Regions from separate parts of the Rattus norvegicus genome. Here all the other regions are linked to region 1. The links are chromatin contacts, called in public Hi-C maps. All regions are on one chromosome and are shown on one strand. Each heading gives the region's core, a stretch centred on a gene start, on an enhancer-like site or on the middle of the called end of the contact. The rest is flanking DNA. Distances are from core to core; before and after follow the strand shown.

Region 1 (3,147 bases), core at 524-3,023:
ATCGAAAAAAAGGGGGTAGGGGTGGCAAAATGCCCATAGATCTAAATCAAACTCAGGCTAACCAGATGCCTGGCGATGGAGCCGTCACAGTATTCCTGCCACATTCTCATGCATCACAGACGCGCTCCTCAGAAAGGGTACCTATGTAGCATTCTCAGGAGAAATGAGATGGGTGCCAATATCCTGCAGGATCCAGTAAGAAATGCTAGTGGTTTGTTGCTCTTCCTAAGCAAGCCAGCAGAGAAATCTTAGGATCTCATATGCATTTAACTGTCTCCTTGGAGCATAGCTCAGAGACCTCAACCAAAGCCTGAAAAGCAGATCCCGGCTGTAGTTTATCTTCAGATATTTAAGCTCCTAGTGATATAGGCCCAATCTCAGAGCGTATCTGTAATTTTTAGGTATCTGAGCCAGGATAAATGCTCGTGTGTAATGCATGCTAGCTTGAGAGAATGAGTCTGTCACTCACTACATTAACCCGATACTAAAGAGAAGTTAATTTCCTCGGGTAGACACTTAACATCATGAATAAACACAGTTCCAGAATCTATTGTTTTGTGCCATCAAAACGACAGTAAAAACGCTACCCCCCACCCCCAGCTGTCTAAGATTTCACAATACAGGGAAGAAAAGCCTTGGAGATTTTCTCCAAGGAGAGTATTTCTCCTTTTCAAGGGCCAGAGACGAAACCAACTGAATAAAAATGTTAACTCTTTCCCCGAGACTTTGGCATTGAAATAAACAAAAGATTCTATTTCACTGTGTCAAGTATCAAGCAGAAGGAAGGGGAAAACACATATATTTTGGTAGTGCAGACTTAAAATTTGTAGTAGCTAGAAGTTTTGAGAGGAAGTAGCCCTCGACATTTCCCATAAGTAACCAGAAGCAGCGTTGTATTTAAGGCAAAGAAGCCTTAGTGGTTGACACGGAGTCCAGTTACTGTACACAAAGTCGGGGTTGGGGGTTATATCTATAATAACGATGTGCTGTCCCACTCTGAGGATGCTGGAATTGACTACTGACCAGTCCAATTCCTCCAGTGCTCTAACTCATACCCTACCGCAATACTTCCCCCACCCCTCCCCAGCGCGCTCCATGGCATTTTTTTTTTAAAAAACAAGTATTAGATTTAAACAGTACTCTGCCAGCAATGATCCTAGTAGCCAAATAATGAGAAAAATTCCAAACTCACTTTGCATCCACACCTCCAAGTTCTTAGATCTCAAGAGTTAGACGTCCGACTGGAAGCTGAAAGCGCTTCCCAATCCCCCCAGGGCGGCTACTGCCTCAGTTTCTACAGAGGGTCACTGCAGTAGAATCTGGAAGTTTCCCTACCTGGTGTTGGCCTCGGTTTGCCTGCCTCTGCTCCCGGCTACAAGACGCCTCTAGCCGCGAAAGAAGCGGCTCATACAAAATTGACTTTTCCTTATTTGTTTCCATCCATAATTGATGGGGAGCTGAGAGCGTAACACGTCTCCCGGTCGAGCCCTTGCCGCCTGGAGAAGACCCCGTCCAGGGCGCTTCGGTGGAGCATTTTTCAGTCAGAGAACAAAGCACGCAAAGTTGCGGGGGAGAGTGGCTGAGAACCCCGCGGGTGGGTGCCCAGTCAGTGGCTCCGCGCTCCCAGGCGTCCTCCCAGCCGAAGGTGGCCGGGCAGCCTGGGCTGCGCTGCGGGCTGGAGGGTTGGAGGCTGCAAGCCCCGCGGCGAGGAAGGCGGGCTCACCCTGACGGCTTGCGGAACAGCGCAGAGCCAGCCCTGCCAGGAAGAAACTTTTCCTTGCAGCCTAGGGTGTCTTTTCTTCCCTTAGGGGTGCGCCCCCGGAGGAGGGGTGCGCCTAGGAGGAGGGCCGAGCCGCCCCGCCCCGCCCCCCAGGCCGCCCACCGGCCAGCTGGAACCGGTCAGCCAGACCTCCCCAGGCGCCTCGGGCACCGCTGGAGACCGTACGGCTTGGGAGAGCAATGAACTCCGGGGAGATGCGACGCTACGCCCACGCTTACACACGCGCCCGCACACAGCTGCTCTGCGGGCTCCGGGCTCGGGGTCCCACCCCCATCACGCACCCAGAGCGTCAGCGGAGCTTGGGAGACTGTCTTACCTCTCATAGGGAAGCCTGCTTTAAAAAACAGACAAATAAAGCTTGTCAGGATCAGATGGAAAAGCCGATCAAGACGGTGTGCAGAAAGAGCAATCCCACGGTCTCGGGTCGCGCCTTGCGATCTATCCTGAAACTGGTCCGCTCTAGCCAAGGCGGCGGGGGCGGCGGCGGCGGCGGCGGCGGCGGGACCCAGCGCCAGCAAAACAAACCGCTGCTCGGCAAATGGTGTAATTCGATCCATCTCCGAGTCGCTCCCTGAGATCCCGGCTCCCTCGCCGCTCTGCAGCTCCCACCGCGGCCAGCGCCGCCCAGAGTCCTACGCGCGCCGCGGCCTCGACCCCAGTGGCCGCCGCGTCCCTGATCGCGCTCGGCCGCGCGCCCAGGCTCTCCCACCTTAGCGGAGCCGCTCCTCCCGCGCCTCTCCGAGCCGGGTCGCCCAGCTGGCGCCGCCTCTGTAGCCTGCAAAGCCGCCTCTCCCTTCCTCCAGGCGCCCTCACTACTCTCCCAGCCAGCCACCCTAGACGATCGGAGGACAAATGGCTGCAGCCCAGTGGTGCGGTGGGCGCAGTTGTACCCCGAAGTTTTGTCTTAGTTTTCTAGTCTAGGATTTATTTTTGAGCTCATTTTCACAAGCCCCTCCCCCATTTATCTTTATAACCACTAAGTAAAACAGCTGGGAAGAAGCAATCAAACATAGCCGTAGCTTTAAAAAATACAGAAATTGCCTACTAAAAATCTTATTTCCACTTTGAATGAAAGCCATTCGGTACAGTGTAATTTTGCAGGCTAATGAGCCGGTTTTACAGGCAAGTGTTTCGTTTAATACGTTGTGGGAGAAATGAAAATGTCCTTGAAGCGACATCATTTAAGATGTACGGATTGTCATAAATGAAATAAAAGAATCATATATCCCCAAACAAGAGGATCTTAATTTAAAGTTCATTTCCAAGAACGGTCTATGTTTATTAGTTTCCAATCTAAGCATGTATCACTTAAGGGTTCTAAGTGGCTGGAATCAACCCTGATGCCCTCGCTTAAAGAGAGAAAGAGG
Region 2 (3,334 bases), core at 809-3,308, 140 kb before region 1:
CTGACATTTTATTGTCCTAGCAAATACACTTTTTGTTATAGCCACACATGCCTGCAGAGAGAATGAAAACAAGGGGGTGGGCCTCTCTTTAACCCGTTGTTCCCCGACTATGAATTTATCCTTTCACAGCATGTCATATTTGTCCTTAATACCAGTGGACTACACAGCACATGTGAGTGGCAGTTGCTCTTTTTTTTTTTAAACCTTGTCAATGAAATGCGAGCAATCTGAAGAAATCATTACTATTTCTCAATAAGAAAACTTTCTGTGTTATAAAACTCTGCAAGCCAAGTCAATGGTGACTTACCAATGGTATCTACCCTTGGCTTGTTAGGTTCTTGTGGGATGAAGTGTGCTTGTGTTTGCTGTTAGCCATAGCCTTGGTGAAAGCCAGGCCCGTTTGCTGCACACACTTCAGCCTAGCCAGAAAGTAAAGGAAATAAAGTATTAGCACGTTTTTAAAGTTGAAGAACACATAGACATCCAGCCAATGATATGAAGAAGAGTAGAACGTTGTTCTTCACAGCAGCGGTCACTTCTGACACGTTTCGCTGAAGTACTAAAGTTACAGTTGTGTGATGGTTCATATGTGAAATGCCCTCAGGGTCTCAAGCACTTGGACACTTGGTCTCTAGTGATGGCATTGCTTGGTGGTGTTCAAGGTGGTAGAGCCTTACTGGAGGAAGTTGGTCACTGGGGAAAGGCTTTGCAAAACACATCCAGCTCCCTCTCACCATGCTTATGATGTTAGAACATGTGAGATTTCACGTTCCTGCTCCCACTCTTACACGTGCAGCTTGTTGCCATGCCTCCCCACCATCATGGACACTCTCATGCCTCTAGAACCATAATTCCAACTCTCAGTCTCTTCTATCATCTACCTTGGTCATGGTGTTTTAGCTTAGTGACAGAAAAGTAACTAACAGGCTGTTTCTAGAAACTTGCAAGTTACCTTTTGGCATTTTGGGTGTGATTATTTTCAATGTCAAGTGCTTCTCTATTTGAGAAGAGAGTCTTCCTCTTTCAACTCCATGGTCCACATTCTTCAGCCATGGCCTGCCTCCCACCCTCTGGCCACAAGGATGAGCACACTCAAACCAGCAAACACCTGACAATCGGATCCTGCTCTGCTATTGAAACACTTCCCTTTTTCAAGTCTAGGTGACAGGTACCTTTGCCTCTCTTAGCTCATCATAGGCTCTTCCTGTCATATCAGCTACTGGACAGGACACATTCAAAGACTCATCTCAGAGGTATTAACTCTGTAGTGTAAACCACAGGAGAAACTGTAGGATTCAGAATACTGTCCTATTAGAAATAATTTCACTTAGGTGAACATTCAGCCCACTTTCTATTTTATTCTTAATAATTCCCTCTTTCATTTGTTCATTAAAAATTTCCCAAATACCCACATGATGCCAACCACAGCACAGAGAGTAAAATTCATTTCATGTATGCAGGAACTCATTTTTTTACACACTACCCTCACTGTAAGATTGTAATCCACAGAGTGGACAATGTGTGGTGTCATGTGGCGGCCATGCTGGGGAGGGAGTGAAAGCTCACAGAGGAGGTAGGCTTTGAGCCAGGCTTTCAGGAATGCTGGGCACTCCTGGCAGTTGGCAGAGGGAGGGTGGGGGCTGAAATGCAGGCTGGGAGGATAAAGCAGAAAGCAACAGGTGAGAGAGTAACCGGGCTCTAGAGAGATGACTCTGAAGCCATGGACGGGCAGATTCTGAGAAGAGTGAGGGTTGGGTATTTTTGACCTAGGAATTTTCCTGTCTCCCTTAACCTTTAGAATGAAAACCAAAAATCTGTCTAAAATGGAGACTATAAAGTCTTCTAGAATAAGAAAAACAATTATGTCACATTTTGGTAGTGGTGGTGGCCTTTATGGCCTCTGCCTCCTCCCTCTCCTCCACTCTTTTCTCCTCTGTTATAAAATGTAAGAATGCCTTTTGTTGTTATGATTTTGCAAACAACAGTGCATAGATTGTCCAAGCATAGCCATACTGGGTGACACTCTGTACTGGTTTCCTATTCAGAAACAAGACATAGTTAGTTCATGCATAACCAGTGTTACTGAGCTGAGCTCTGTGTGCTGTGTGACCCATGGGGCAGGATCTGCTGTGGATGGCTCTGGGCAGTGCTGGATAGAATGTCCAAATTCAAGTAACCTCCTCAAAGCCCTACTGTAATAAAGTTGCCCTTAGCGTGAAGGCAGATGCTCACAGGCAGGCCTGTGACAACAGAAAAAGAGCTATCCCATCATCTCGAAAGGGTTCCGCAGGTTTCGGTAGCAGCATGGCTGTGGGCTTATCTCCTCAATTGAGCTTGTGGATCCCACGGGGAAAATGGAAAATCCAAAGTGAAAACCTGCGCCCTGGACAGCTGAGACATCCCAAAGCTAGCACAGTAAAAAAAATGAGTGATTAATTCCATTGGCTCTGGAGAGCTAGTAATAGGATCCCAAGAGCCAGGATCATGATGGTTCTCCTAAAGGTTAGATTAATCCAGGGACCACGCTGTATTGTGCATAGAGACACAGCCTGGATCCTCATGACACATAGTTTCTTGGCCTGAGTTTTGATAAAGTGCTGTGTGCTTATATATGAGATTAGCTCTAAATCCTTGCTGCTGACCTAAATGCCATGCTCTTCCAGCCTCCAAAAATATGAGGCAGCAGGCTTCCAACCTTGCAAACTCACCACCATAAACACTTTTCGCAGTTCACGTAAGCCACCCTAGAAACTCCAGCATGCATTTCAGAGCAGCATTAGGAGAGAGACCAGTGAACTGACTTTGGGCAAATGTAAGCGTCTTAGATTTTGACCAGTTTTTCCAAACTCTGTCTCAACTCTCCTCATCCAGCCGTGACAGTTCCTCATCTGTGAGCATAACACCTGTTTCTTCCTCTGGTAGCTCTGTCACCCAATCAAGTGTGTCACTTTTATATTGGCTCCCTCTGTGCTTCCCTACATCAGCCTCCTTTATCTAAATCCTCACCTTTCTTGCCCTTGAGGCCCTGGCTCTTATTTCAAGAAAACACAAATATGTCCTCCCGTTTGTTTGTGTTTTCACGGATACTTATAGGATGGTGATCTTAGGTCATCGTTATAGGATGTGAGGAACAAGGTGAAAACATCCCATCATCTAAGACCTTACAACTGCAAGGAGAAAAGCGTTAGGGAGACAAATATGCAAGACTGTCTCTGAGAAATAACATACCAAATCACACCCGCAGTCCTGTACAGGAACCCTAAACATCAGAGTGACAATGGGGAGCTAAGAGAGACCCCAAAATGGCTGCACTTGAACTTAATACAAACAGCTT
Region 3 (3,108 bases), core at 355-2,854, 230 kb before region 1:
GTATATGTATGGGCCACATGTGGGGCAGGCTCTGAATGGGTGTTCCTTCAGTCTCTGTTTTAATCTTTGCCTCTCCCTTCCCAGCCAAGGGTATTCTTTTTCCTCATTTAAAGAAGGAGTGAAGCATTCACATTTTGATCATCCGTCTTGAGTTTCGTTTGTTCTAGGGATCTAGGGTAATTCAAGCATTTGGGCTAATAGCCACTTATCAATGAGTGCATACCATGTATGTCTTTCTGTGATTGGGTTAGCTCACTCAGGATGATGTTTTCCAGTTCCAACCATTTGCCTACGAATTTCATAAAGTCGTTGTTTTTGATAGCTGAGTAATATTCCATTGTGTAGATGTACCACATTTTCTGTATCCATTCCTCTGTTGAAGGGCATCTGGGTTCTTTCCAGCTTCTGGCTATTATAAATAAGGCTGCAATGGACATAGTGGAGCACGTGTCTTTTTTATATGTTGGGGCATCTTTTGGGTATATGCCCAAGAGAGGTATAGCTGGATCCTCAGGCAGTTCAATGTCCAATTTTCTGAGGATCCTCCAGACTGATTTCCAGAATGGTTGTACCAGTTTGCAATCCCACCAACAATGGAGGAGAGTTCCCCAATGAGCCATATTTAAGGCACAAGTCATACGCCCGTGCTCCTTTCCAAGCTATAAACCTGTGCTTTTCTATCTCAAAAGAACCTCTCCCTCTAAAGAAAAACAAATAAAAAACCCAGGAAGCAAACCCTGCCAAGCTATACGTTTCTTTATCTCCTTGTAACCCTTGTGACCCACGTGACCTTATCTGACTGCCATCCTGTCCACGATACCTTCAGAGCCATCCTGTGATGTCATTTACTAACAACAGGAGAAGGTCTGTGTGTGTGTGTGTGTGTGTGTGTGTGTGTGTGTGTGTGTGTGTGTGTGTAGGGTACACTAAGAACTGTGTGAAGGATATAAGCAGAAATCCTATGTGAGGCTACAGTGAATACACTTGAGAGGCACAAACCCACACCTTCAGAACAGACTGTCCTTCCTCAGAGCCTCTCTCTCAACTCTGTGCTTGGATTTATGTTAAAAGATCACCAGTACTCCCACTCTGTTTCACACAGGTTCTTTTCTGTGGAGAATTCAAGAATTCCAGCTTCACTTGGGTGGAGTTCTCTGAGGAGAACTGTTCTGGCCACTGCAGGGCCCACTGTGAAGCTGGACACCCAGCCTCTACCCACTGCCACAGACACAAGCAACCCACCTCCTGGTAGCCTTTGCCAAAGCGGTCTGCATCTCCTACCAGTGCACACACATGCTTGAGAGCACCTGTGCAGATAAACAGCCGAGGCATCCTGGGCATCAGGGGGTACATCTATCTCTCCCCAGAAGTCCTGTGATCACCCTTCACCTCTGTGGGCACTAAACACAGCAGCTCAGTCTTTTTCTTAGACTCCCTGAGGTGCAAGTCACATCTCAGACTCTTATCTTCCTGGTTACAGGCACCCAGAGGTTGCTACAGAGGAGGCTACAGCTCTGTCAAAAAGCTTGACCAAAGCAGTGGCCTCAGCTGTGCAATGTCCCAAGGTTTGGAACCAGGGTTCCCTCCAATGGTGATACCAGCTTCCCTTTGGCTTAGGTCCGCATGCCTCTGACTAACATGCTCACAGCATTGACTAGGCTGGGAATGTGCATACTCTTACTTCACATAATCAAAAGGGCAGAGGCACTTCCCTCTTCTTTTATGCCCCACCTTTCCCTTTCCTGTTCTTCCTTCCTGGGATATCCCTATCCCTTCCTATCCTGAACAATTCAGAAAACCTTGGGAGAGGGCAGCCTGCCAGAGGAGGCGGGAGCCGAGGGATGTGTGAGTCAACCACAGGATGTGGGGTGCCTCCTGGGATGCTGAGCAGACAAGGAAACATTTTAAGATAATGGGAGTCAGGCTTCTCATTGTCAGAGAAGGGAAGTACAAATGTGAAGAGAGAGAAAATTAGGTAGGTAGATCCATAGCTGGTAGATAGAGGATAGATTCCATTAGATAGATCCCCCAGGGTGGCTGGTGTTAGTCATGCATCCTGGTCTCAACATCCAGATCTCTTGGAAGAGACACAGGTGGGCGCATGCCCTTGGGACTTGAGATTTTGGAAAGACTCCTACACTTGGAGGCAGGACTACCAGAGATGTGACCTTGAGTTTATTTCTGCTTCCCTGTACCTTCCATCATCCTCTGCCCCAAGTAGACCCTGACTCACACGGGCTCCCCAGTCTAGGGCTTGATTTCCTTCTACGTGACAAGGACTGAGCTATAGGTCATACAGCCTCAAGAAAAAGAACAGAGTGCACCCCAAAGCCACCAAGGTTGAGGCACTTCAGCTCTGAGAGCTGTCCCTACACCAGGCCATACAGGGTTTCTGTGTGTCTGGCCTCAGTGTTTCTATACACTCCAGTGTATGTATATCTGTCTGTCTGTCTGTCTGTCTATCTATCTATCTATCTATCTATCTATCTATCTATCTATCTATCATCTATTGTTTATCTTTTGACATACATATATATCCTCTAACCCAGTCTGGGAGCAATAATAGCCCAATAGCAAGAAGGATATTCATGTCTTGGTAACTATATGCTGCTATTGTTCAAAATAAAACAGTAAGAAGTCCCAGAGATGAGATAAGAAAAAAATGCAGATAATTCTGAAGCAATCCTTGTATTAGAAAGTAAAGATACATGCAATGAACAAGGTGTATAATGGGGAGCAAGCAAAAAAGACAAATTTGCCTGAGGGACTCTCACTGACTGACTCTTCGACAATATATCAAGACAGTTATGATAACAGATTAGGAGCCACTGACTAAAACAGATGACCAAGAGTTCATGCTGATATCAATAGACAAATGAATAAGTTAATTTATCAAATTTCAAAATACCTCCCTAAGAATACTTACAGAATGTGAAGGAAATAAAGAGAACTATGGTGGAGAAAGTGGAAGTCTGGTGAGTGGCCTTGTGGAATAAGGGGGAACCATGGTTGCATATGCGTGGTCTTCCTGCCCAAGGTACACAGTCAGAATATAATTGCGGCAAATTATCAAGACAGCAACAACAGAGAGAAGGCTCACTTCTTAAC

Evidence for each region. A called contact is a pair of places that touch in the nucleus more often than the background predicts.
Region 2: a contact with region 1 is called in a Hi-C map of Schwann cells, with 4 times the contacts expected there. The contact joins the enhancer-like site here to the promoter of Sema6d in region 1. A contact is called at or near these places in 2 of 12 Hi-C or Micro-C datasets (Schwann cells and kidney).
Region 3: a Hi-C map of psoas muscle shows a contact between it and region 1, with 2.8 times the contacts expected there. The contact joins the enhancer-like site here to the promoter of Sema6d in region 1. A contact is called at or near these places in 2 of 12 Hi-C or Micro-C datasets (liver and psoas muscle).

What each region holds. Positions count from the first base shown.
Region 1 is chr3:132,335,982-132,339,128 of GRCr8, reverse strand. It overlaps Sema6d (semaphorin 6D), which reads right to left and starts at 1,773. Exons shown (of 16, transcript NM_001107768.1): 1 at 1,336-1,773.
Region 2 is chr3:132,473,650-132,476,983 of GRCr8, reverse strand. No RefSeq gene overlaps it. Among named protein-coding and RNA genes, the nearest start is that of Sema6d, 140 kb to the right of the region's middle. Within about 2 kb of position 2,058, at least 43 of the 93 cell types and tissues checked have an H3K27ac peak or open chromatin away from gene starts, as enhancers often do. A contact at or near this core is called in Schwann cells, where this site is marked.
Region 3 is chr3:132,569,142-132,572,249 of GRCr8, reverse strand. No RefSeq gene overlaps it. Among named protein-coding and RNA genes, the nearest start is that of Slc24a5, 200 kb to the left of the region's middle. Within about 2 kb of position 1,604, at least 10 of the 93 cell types and tissues checked have an H3K27ac peak or open chromatin away from gene starts, as enhancers often do.